Regions from separate parts of the Oryctolagus cuniculus genome. Here region 1 is linked to region 2. A link is a contact called in public Micro-C data. All regions are on one chromosome and are shown on one strand. The core of a region is the stretch at or near the end of the contact, and the rest is flanking DNA. Distances in the headings are between cores, read along the strand shown. Region 1 holds the start of RAP2C (RAP2C, member of RAS oncogene family). Region 2 overlaps LOC103351973 (a long non-coding RNA gene).

Region 1 (4,494 bases), core at 1,242-3,741, 360 kb after region 2:
CTGCTCAGTTCCTGCGGTGTCCAGAATTTCCAGCACGGAGGGGGAAGAGTCCACTTCGATCTCTTTGCGGTAGAAATCTTCAATGGTGGGGTCATATTTCTCAATGAAAGTCCCGGTGACAAACTGCACAGTAAGGGCAGATTTGCCAACCCCTCCGCTCCCTAACACCACTACCTTGTATTCCCTCATGAGTCTCCCCTTCACCAACTCCTACCCGACGCGGGGGAAAAGAACACCCCGCTAGCTGCGCTGGCTGCGGCGCGGCTAGGCGGAAGGTGGGCGGAAATCTGCAAACTGGCGAGGAGAGTGCAGAGGAGCCGAGGGCCCAACCGGGGAAGAAGAGGAAGTTACGGGAGGGGGAGGGGAAAGAGCCAAGTGTCGGGTGGGTGGGGATGGGATGGTAATGCCCTTCCTATAGGAACTGAAGCCCAGGCAGGGGGCGTGGGGAGGAGGGCGAGCTGGGAGCAGCCGAGCGAGGGTGGGGAGACGCGGCGCACCCCAAGGAGGGAAAGGGGTGGGGGCCGCGGAAAGACAGCCCCGCGGGCAGTCGGGCGGTCCAAGGAGCCCGCAGCCAGGGGCTGCCCGGCAGCCCTCCCCCGCCCTTCACACAAAGGGGCCCAGGGACCCCGCTTCCTGCTAGCGCTGCCGCCGAGCCGGCCCAGGCCTGCGGGCCCCGCTCCCGTCACTGCAGCCCGGGCGGGTCTCTGGGCCCCGGCTCCAGCGGGGGTCGTCCGGCCTGTGGTGGGGAGAAAGACACGCATTACCCGCCTGACCCTCGCCCCAATCCAGAGGCCCCGGCTTCTCCTTCCCCCGAACCAGGCTGCCGCCGCCGCCGCCGCCGCCGCCGCTTACCCTGCCGTCCGCACCCGCCCAGCCGCCCGGGAGGCTCTGTCACTCCAAGGCCATGGCCACCCGCTGGCTCCTGTGTGTCACCGCCGCCCCAGCGTGGCTGCTCGCCGAGGGGGAAAGGGGCGGGGGCCGTCCGGCGGCGGCGGCGGCGGCGGCCGCAGGGACTCCTGGCGAACCCACCTCTTTTTTTTTTCTTACCCACCCCCCACCCCACCCCCCAACACACACCCGGAAGGGTTTCCCTGACACACTGACTGAGGTGCCCCAGTTCCCCGAGACTGGACGGGATCACTTCCGGTGGGGGAAAGTCCCACCTCTTCGGGGCGAGCCGGGTGGCGCTGGGGCCGCGCCCTGCTGAGCGAGTGAGCAAGCTTGCGAGCCAGCGAGCCGGCCGGGGACGGTTTCGGGTCGGGGCTCCGGCCTTGGGAAAAGGCCTCTCCGAGAACCTCCGGCGTCTGGGCCTTCCCGCCCGCGGCTGCTGCTGACCGTCCCACCCCCAAAGCCATTGCAGCTCCTCTGCCTCAGCTTCAGCCTGCCGCAGCTGGGCCTGAGGACTTGATCCGCTCCTTGGCCCGCGCCGGATCGTCAGCTAACAATCTAGCGACCGGGAGAGCGCCTCATGTCCCTGGACTAGAAGTTGCAGGGAGAATAAAACCGCCCAGAAGTTTATTCTCTTTGCTGGTATTTTTTCCACTTGATATGCCTCTAAGAAATGCATGCAACATATTCCTAGACTTCGCTATGGCTCTGATTTGATATGTGGTGTGTTGCTTAGCCGTACCTGACAGTTAAATACACACAGTAGTTTTATCATCTTCTGGCAAATCTGCCTTGACTCCACTAGCAAATATTAAAGTCACTCCTTAAATTAAAAAAAAAAAAAAGCACAAGGCTAGGTAGAAAAGAGCATTAGAAAAAGAATTTATGGTACTCCATTTGATTTCAACCATGCCTGCACAGCAGAAAAGCTAACCAATATTCAGGGAAGCGTTTATGGAAAATCCTTTGGACCTGCAGACTAATTTCTATTAAATTTCCGATCATCTGCATGCATAGCAATTTGCATGTTGTCTCTTCCACGTTCAAGTGTTTTTTTTTTAAAGGCCATTCTTTAGCGTCATTGGAATCTTAATACAAATATTAATTCCACTGTTAGCAAACACTAAGTTTCTACTTTTCGATAGAATTGTTACATATCTTTCCCTTTGCTGACTTTCTACTTGTAAACTTTGTGTCAGATCCACAGGGCCCCTGGGCCAGAATGCTAGGCTGTATTTTAGGCATGTCACTCCCTTTTTGATTAAAGCATGCACCCAGAAATCTAACAGATTCGGGGGCCAGCCGGGTTAAAGTCTCCCCAAATTCCCTTCTTGCAAGCCCTAATGACCAAACTGTTTAAAAAAACGATTTATTACGCAAATTGCTAGGCACTAGAAAACAGGCGAATCACAGCAGCGTGAAGTCCCACTGTCCCTCCCTGTGTATACCCCAATGTCACTTACAGTATTCGAGGGACTATTTAGTTCAGTTTCTCCTCGGCCTCAAGCTGGTGCAATCTCTCCCACGGAGTCCCCAGCTCTGGCTCCAGCTGGCCTGGGGCCTGCCAGATATCTGAGGCACTGCCCCCTGCTGGAAGAGTATTGGTCTGTGAGTTAGGAGTCTCCCCATAGGTCAGCGCTCCTTCCACACGTGCTGTTGCCTGATTTGGAGCTCTGCTGCTCATCTCCCTGTCTGGCTGTCTCCAGACTGTCTGGTGGAATCCACAGCCTTCCACCAGCCGTGCCTGTAACCGAGTCTGGAAATTCCTCTTCTGATCCAGCCAGCGTTGAGCAATCGTAGCCAGTCTCTGCTCTATTACTAAATTGTGAAAACAGGGAGTTCTTTTTGAAGTTGTCCCACCTGTTGGCAGCTCTAATCATCCCCGAACGTGTTGGCCCTGGTTTGGAGCGTTCTTTGTCCACACAGTGAAACTTACTCCTCCCCATGCCACACACTCCCACTGGGTCACTTTCATTAACTACAGGGTTGGCAAGTGTCACACTCAGTCTGAAGATCCTTCTAAACTTTCTTAGGAAGGGAAGTCATTACAGCATTCATTAGAAAAATGCAAAATTGGAAATGACTTCAGTGTCTTACAGTCGATGATTCTTATAAATTATGTACATATACTCGCAAAATAGGACAGTATGCAGCTATTAAAAAGAGAAAAATATATTTGTAAGTGCTAATTATGAAAATAAGGCCAAGATATGTTGTAAGGCTAAAGTAGATACTGAAAAATGTACAGTTGCTCCCATTAGTGTCAAATAAGAGTGTGCGTGACAGTTATATAACCATGGAAATCTGAAACAAAGTAATTATAGGTGAGAGATATTAAAGAACTTTCCTTTCTCGTGTTAATTTTTGAACAATGATCAGTTGTTTTTAGGAAAGGAAGCAGTAAATATAAAATTAGCATGTATTTAAAGGAGAAATGAAAGGAAGTTGTTAATCAACACTTTGTCAATAGACAGTTCTGCCTAGGGGTCAGCAGGGGGCCGGCTATGTGGCTTGTAAAGCCACCGCCTGCTGTGCTGGTGCCGGCATCTCACTAGGGCGCCAGTTCCTGTCCCTGCTTCTCCACTTCCGATCCAGCTCCTTGCTGGGGTGCCTGGGAAAGCAGCAGAAGGTGGCTCAAGTCCTTGGGCCCCTGCCACCCACGTAGGAGACACAGAAGAAGCTCCTGGCTTAGGACTGGCTTTGCTCCAGTCTTTGCAGCCATTTGGGGAGTGAATCAGTGGATGGAAGATCTTTCTCTATCTCCCCTCTGTAACTGTGCCTTTCAAATAAAAAAAATAAAAAATAAAAGATAGGGGGTCAGCAGATAGGCCTGCCCAATTTAAACAAACTCCTGCTTGCTGTCCTCAAACATCTCTATACTTAGAAAAGTAATTTCACATACATTATCTCACTTGTTTGCCAGTGTACTTTCATTAGGCAATAAGAGTATAAAGTCCAATTAGAATAGTGAGGCCCGGCAACTGAGGCTCAGGGCTCTGAAATGAGGCAGAGACATTTAAATTGCAGCTTCCCTTCGTGTAGCAGTGTGACCTCAAGCAAATGATTTCACCAGTCTGAGCTTCTAACGCCTTATCTCTAAAAAGGAGCTGAAATTTACTGTGACAATGTAATGAGGTATTACAGGTAAGTGCCTAGCACAATCTTTTGTATATTATGGATCCGCAATAAATGCTAGCTATCTGGTTTCAATTCAAAGATTTAATGGGGTTCAATATTTTTTTAAAAAATGTATGTATTTGGGGCCAGCGTCATGACACAGTAGGTTAATCCTTCACCTGCGGTGCCCGCATCCCATATGGGTGCCGGGTTCTAGTCCCGGTTACTTCTCTTCCAGTCCAGCTCTCTGCTGTGGCCTGGGAGGGCAGTGGAGGATGGCCCTGGTGCTTGGGCCCCTGCACCCGCGTGGGAAACCAGGAAGAAGTGCCTGGCTCCTGGCTTCAGATCAGTGCAGCGCCGGCTGTAGTGGCCATTTGGGGGGTGAACCAATGGAAGGAAGACCTTTCTCTCTGTCTCTCTCTCTCTAACTCTGCCTGTCAAAAAAAATATTGTGTTAGACTATCAATCCACCTCCTTCATGTATTTTGA
Region 2 (4,210 bases), core at 1,358-3,857:
TTTGACGTCAGATATCTCCAAGACATTCATGAGGGCTTTGTTGATTGTCAGTGATTGTCTCTCAGCTCTGAATAAATTCTTCAATATACGCTTCACAAGGGTAAGTACTGTGGCGCAGTGGTTCAGCCACCCCTTGGCATGCCTACATCCCAGCTGGAGTGTCTGGGTTCAAGTTCCTCCTTCACTTCCCATCCAGCTTCCTGTTAATGCACACCTTGGGAAGAAGCAAATGATGTCTCAACATAGCTGAGTCTCTGCCAACCATGTGGGAGATCCCAATGGAATTCTTGGCTTCTGTCTTTGACCTGGCCCAGCCTCAACTATTGCTGGCATTTGGAGAATTAACCAGCAGATGGAAGATTTCTCTTTCTCTCCTTGACACTCTACTTCTCAAATAAAAATAAATAAATAAGTAAATAAATAAAACTCACATATATATGTATGGGGGGGGGGGTAAATACTAAGAAAATTTCCCCTGCACACTGAGCTGACACTGATGCCAAACGTGGACCAGACTCCAGCACACAACAGTATTGTGCCCAAAACTGCTTCAAATCCAAGAGGTAGGGACAGGAGACCAAATGATCAGAAGGCCAGCACTTGGCAGAGAATTGCTTCCTCTAGTTCCTCCTACACGGGGAAGACATTCAAGCTCCACCTTGACGACTTCCTGTACCTGAATTTCCTGGTAGCACCTTCTCCCATCCAGGCCACTCACCTTAGCCAGCTTCTGCAACTCTATTACATCTTTGTCCAGATTCCTGGAAGGTAGAGACCATAAGGACACCGTTCTCCATTCTCGAGCCACAAGCTACTCAATACCCCAACATGTCAAACCTTCTTCAGCTTCCGGGTCTTCTGGTAAGAAATACTCAAGGCTTACAGCTTCATCAACTAATTTCCTCATGATGGCAGTAGTGCTCCAGAAATGTCAACCAGCTCTGCGCCCCTCCCCCACCACCGGAACTCTTCCCCCGCCCAACCAGAGTGAAAAAAACGCTAACGAACAAAAAGTCACCAGGAAATAACACTGCTTGCCCAGTTTGAGGAAACCAGCTTGGACTGCTGTGCTTTTGCTTTCTATTTCCATCTAAAACCAAAACGAAGCTCCAACCACCCATCCTCATCCTCATCTGCCATCTTCTCTTTCCAAGCATTCGATTTCCACCAGCACTTGGCTTCTCACTTCCCGATTTCTTCAAGTAACAGAAGTCTTTCAGGATTTTCCCCCATTTATCTGTGGACTCCAAAGAACAAGACTTGGGATTCCAGGACCAAATGAGGAAAGAAGATGATCAAAGTTCTAGCCCTGGAAGAGGCCATTTCTAGTCACCTGGCATCCCATCATGGCTTCCCAGCTTCCCAAGAACTCTCCCTCAATTTTATCAGAAATATTAGCTCTTTTACATTTAGTGCAAGGCTATTATTCAGGGGCCAGTGCTGTGGCCTGCAGTGCCAGCATCCCATATGGGCGCCAGTTGGAGTCCCGGCTGCTCCACTTCTGATCCAGCTCTCTGCTATGGCCTGGGAAAGCAGTGGAAGATGGTCCAAGTCCTTGGGCCCCTGCACCCGTGGGAGACCTGGAAGAAGCTCTTGGCTCCTGGTTTCGGATTGGCACAGCTCCAGCTGATGAGGCCATCTGGGGAGTGAACCAGCGGATGGAAGACCTCTCTCTCTCTCTCTCTGCCTCTCCTTCTCTCTCTGTGTAACTCTAACTTCTTTTAAAAAGAAGGCTATTATTTGGCTTACCTCTGGAGATTCTTTTATCACAGCATATATAGCTCTTACTATACAGGCTGTCATACATGGGATACTAAATGTACCTTTATATTTATTTTTAAAATAATAATTCATGCAGATCAATTCTTTTTCCGTTTCCATTACTTGCATTACAAGTGTGGTTCAATGAATGTTCACACAAAATCGTGGCTACCTTGACAGGCTTACTAGGCATTTCATCTGGAGCTCTTAACTGTGAGAACAGGCTTCAAAGACATCATCACCCTCTGAGAGAACAACTGAAGGAACAGATTCCCCCCCGCCCCCCCCCCCTCCAACTGCACCAAGAAAACTGAGATGTGGCTGGGGGGGGTGGGGACAGTGAAGGGGGCACACCTTTCCTTAAGCCTGAGGGACCAGATACAAGTAACATGCTTGTTGTATCTGGGCTCAGAGACTTCCTTCTGGCCTTCCTCACATTGTTTGGTCCCTTGTGTGCATGGCTCGCTCCCGGGCAGAATGTTTGGCCCTTCTTGGTTTGGCAGTGTGACCTGCAGTGATCCTCTGTTCTCCGAGCTCAAGGCAATGAGTTCCAGGCACCTGTCTTGTTATAGATCCCTCAGCAAGTACACTTGCTGCTTTTCCATATCACTTTGGATTAGCTTGTTTTATGGGTGGTGCTACCACATGAAGCCCAGGTGCTCTGGCCCCAGGATAAGGTGAACTGGCCTTTCTCATGCAAGGCTCAGGAGCAGAAAGTGTTGCAGCCCTGCATTGTGGTCTAAGAGATTTCCTTAACCAAAGCCCCACCCTATTACTTCCTGTGCCGGCAGCCGCAGGCTCTGTCGAACCTCGAATGTACCGCTGGTATAGCCAGCTGCTACCACTGAATATCGTTCTTGTCAAGCCAGCATGGAGCTTTTGCCTAAAACTCTGGGAATACCTCAGAGGCCAGATTTGAGGCCTGGACTTGCTAGATCTCTCCGCTAAATAAACCTTGCTAAACCGAAAGTCCTCTCGCGAGCGGTGCAATAAGGGTGTAGGGAGTTTTCAAACTATTTCCTCCTGATGGCAGTAGTGCTCCATACTTGTCAACAGGACCTGCTCGCCAGGCCTTCTCCCGCCCGTCCTGTCTGAAAAAACGCCACCAAGAAACAAAGGCGCCAAGGAATATGGAGGCCTTACAAATGATTGTGCTGCTGAACTTTTGCTCTTGGTTTCCATCTGAAACCAATTTGAGACTTAAACCACCACCTTATCAGACACATTCTCTTTTAAGAATCTAATTTCCACTAGTCTTTGCCTTCATAGTTCTATTCCTGTTCACTTAGCATTACATCTCCAGGATGTTCCTAAGTTATCAAGTCATCTGTTTCTGGTAGCAAGTCTCCAGAACACATCCCTGGACAGAAAATGCTAGAAACTCAATTTCAGGACATTTCTAATTTTCAATTCATGTGTCATTGCCCAGCTTATCTCTAAGGATTATCTTCTGGATAAAGACCTAGGCCTTTTGTGTTGTCAGCATCCATTTGACTGGGGCTTTAAGGAGGGAACCCAAATAGCTCTCAGATGGTGCCCCACAATAACAGGAGATATATGTCCCAATCAGGGGTCACTTAAAAGTTTTGTCTCACAATTTCATTTACCATCACAAGCATTTTCCTATGTCATTAAATGGCTTCCTACTGTTTTCGGAGGCAGACCCCTTGGAAGTCCCATCTGGGGTGCGGTATGATATCAGAATATGGGGTGCCATTTATATTACCCTGTGCTTATTAATGAATTCACAATATTAATAAGTCTTGTGGGTTCTTCCCTAATATTCAGAGAAGAATTCTGAATACTGGCACAAATAAATGAGGCAGCATGATAAGTTTTAAGCTTTTATCAGTGAGAAAAATGCATAGGAGAATGAGGGCCCTATCTAAAGAGAGGGAAATCTGGATTCCTACCAAGTACCAGGAGCCAGCCATGTGGAGGAGCATGCAGGCCAGGAAACATGGGGTGGGTGGCCCAAAGGCCACGCACCCTGAAGGCCACGCGTGCGGGGACCCCAAGTGGGTCCAGGACAAAAGGGAAAAAGGGCAAAAAGGCCAAAGGGCTGGGCCCACCATGTCCCAGGCTGTAATCCCCTTCCAAAAGGGATTACAACTCAGGGACCACCCCCTAAGCCCTCATTCTAATACTGCTGATACCTTGTGCTAGTCCAACTGTTTAATGTCTCGGGCATTAGTCTGATTGGGTGGTGGGCACACAAGTGTGGCAAGGTAGGGGCAAGAGGTCACACAGGGGCATGGTGAAGGCGTGGTCTTCCAGCTCACAAACCTGATCAATTTTATCCTATCTGCCTGCCTATAACACTACGACTTTATTGCGTGTGTGTGTGTGTGTTACCATTTATCTCTTAGAGGTAAGTATTAAAAACATTTCCTCATAGTAACTAAGACATGGTGCTTGCCAAAGATTCAGCTGTAACTATGCATTGATA

Evidence for each region. A called contact is a pair of places that touch in the nucleus more often than the background predicts.
Region 1: a contact with region 2 is called in a Micro-C map of ear pinna, with 7 times the contacts expected there. The contact joins the promoter of RAP2C here to the enhancer-like site in region 2. A contact is called at or near these places in 3 of 6 Hi-C or Micro-C datasets (ear pinna, psoas muscle and an unstated tissue).

Annotation. Positions count from the first base shown.
Region 1 is chrX:109,805,207-109,809,700 of mOryCun1.1, forward strand. RAP2C (RAP2C, member of RAS oncogene family) reads right to left here and starts at 2,492. Exons shown (of 4, transcript XM_017349937.3): 1 at 2,352-2,492; 2 at 1-736. The coding sequence starts at 189.
Region 2 is chrX:109,444,789-109,448,998 of mOryCun1.1, forward strand. The region is part of intron 2 of LOC103351973 (a long non-coding RNA gene); the gene reads right to left. Among named protein-coding and RNA genes, the nearest start is that of STK26, 160 kb to the right of the region's middle. Within about 2 kb of position 2,608, at least 3 of the 8 cell types and tissues checked have an H3K27ac peak or open chromatin away from gene starts, as enhancers often do. A contact at or near this core is called in ear pinna, where this site is marked.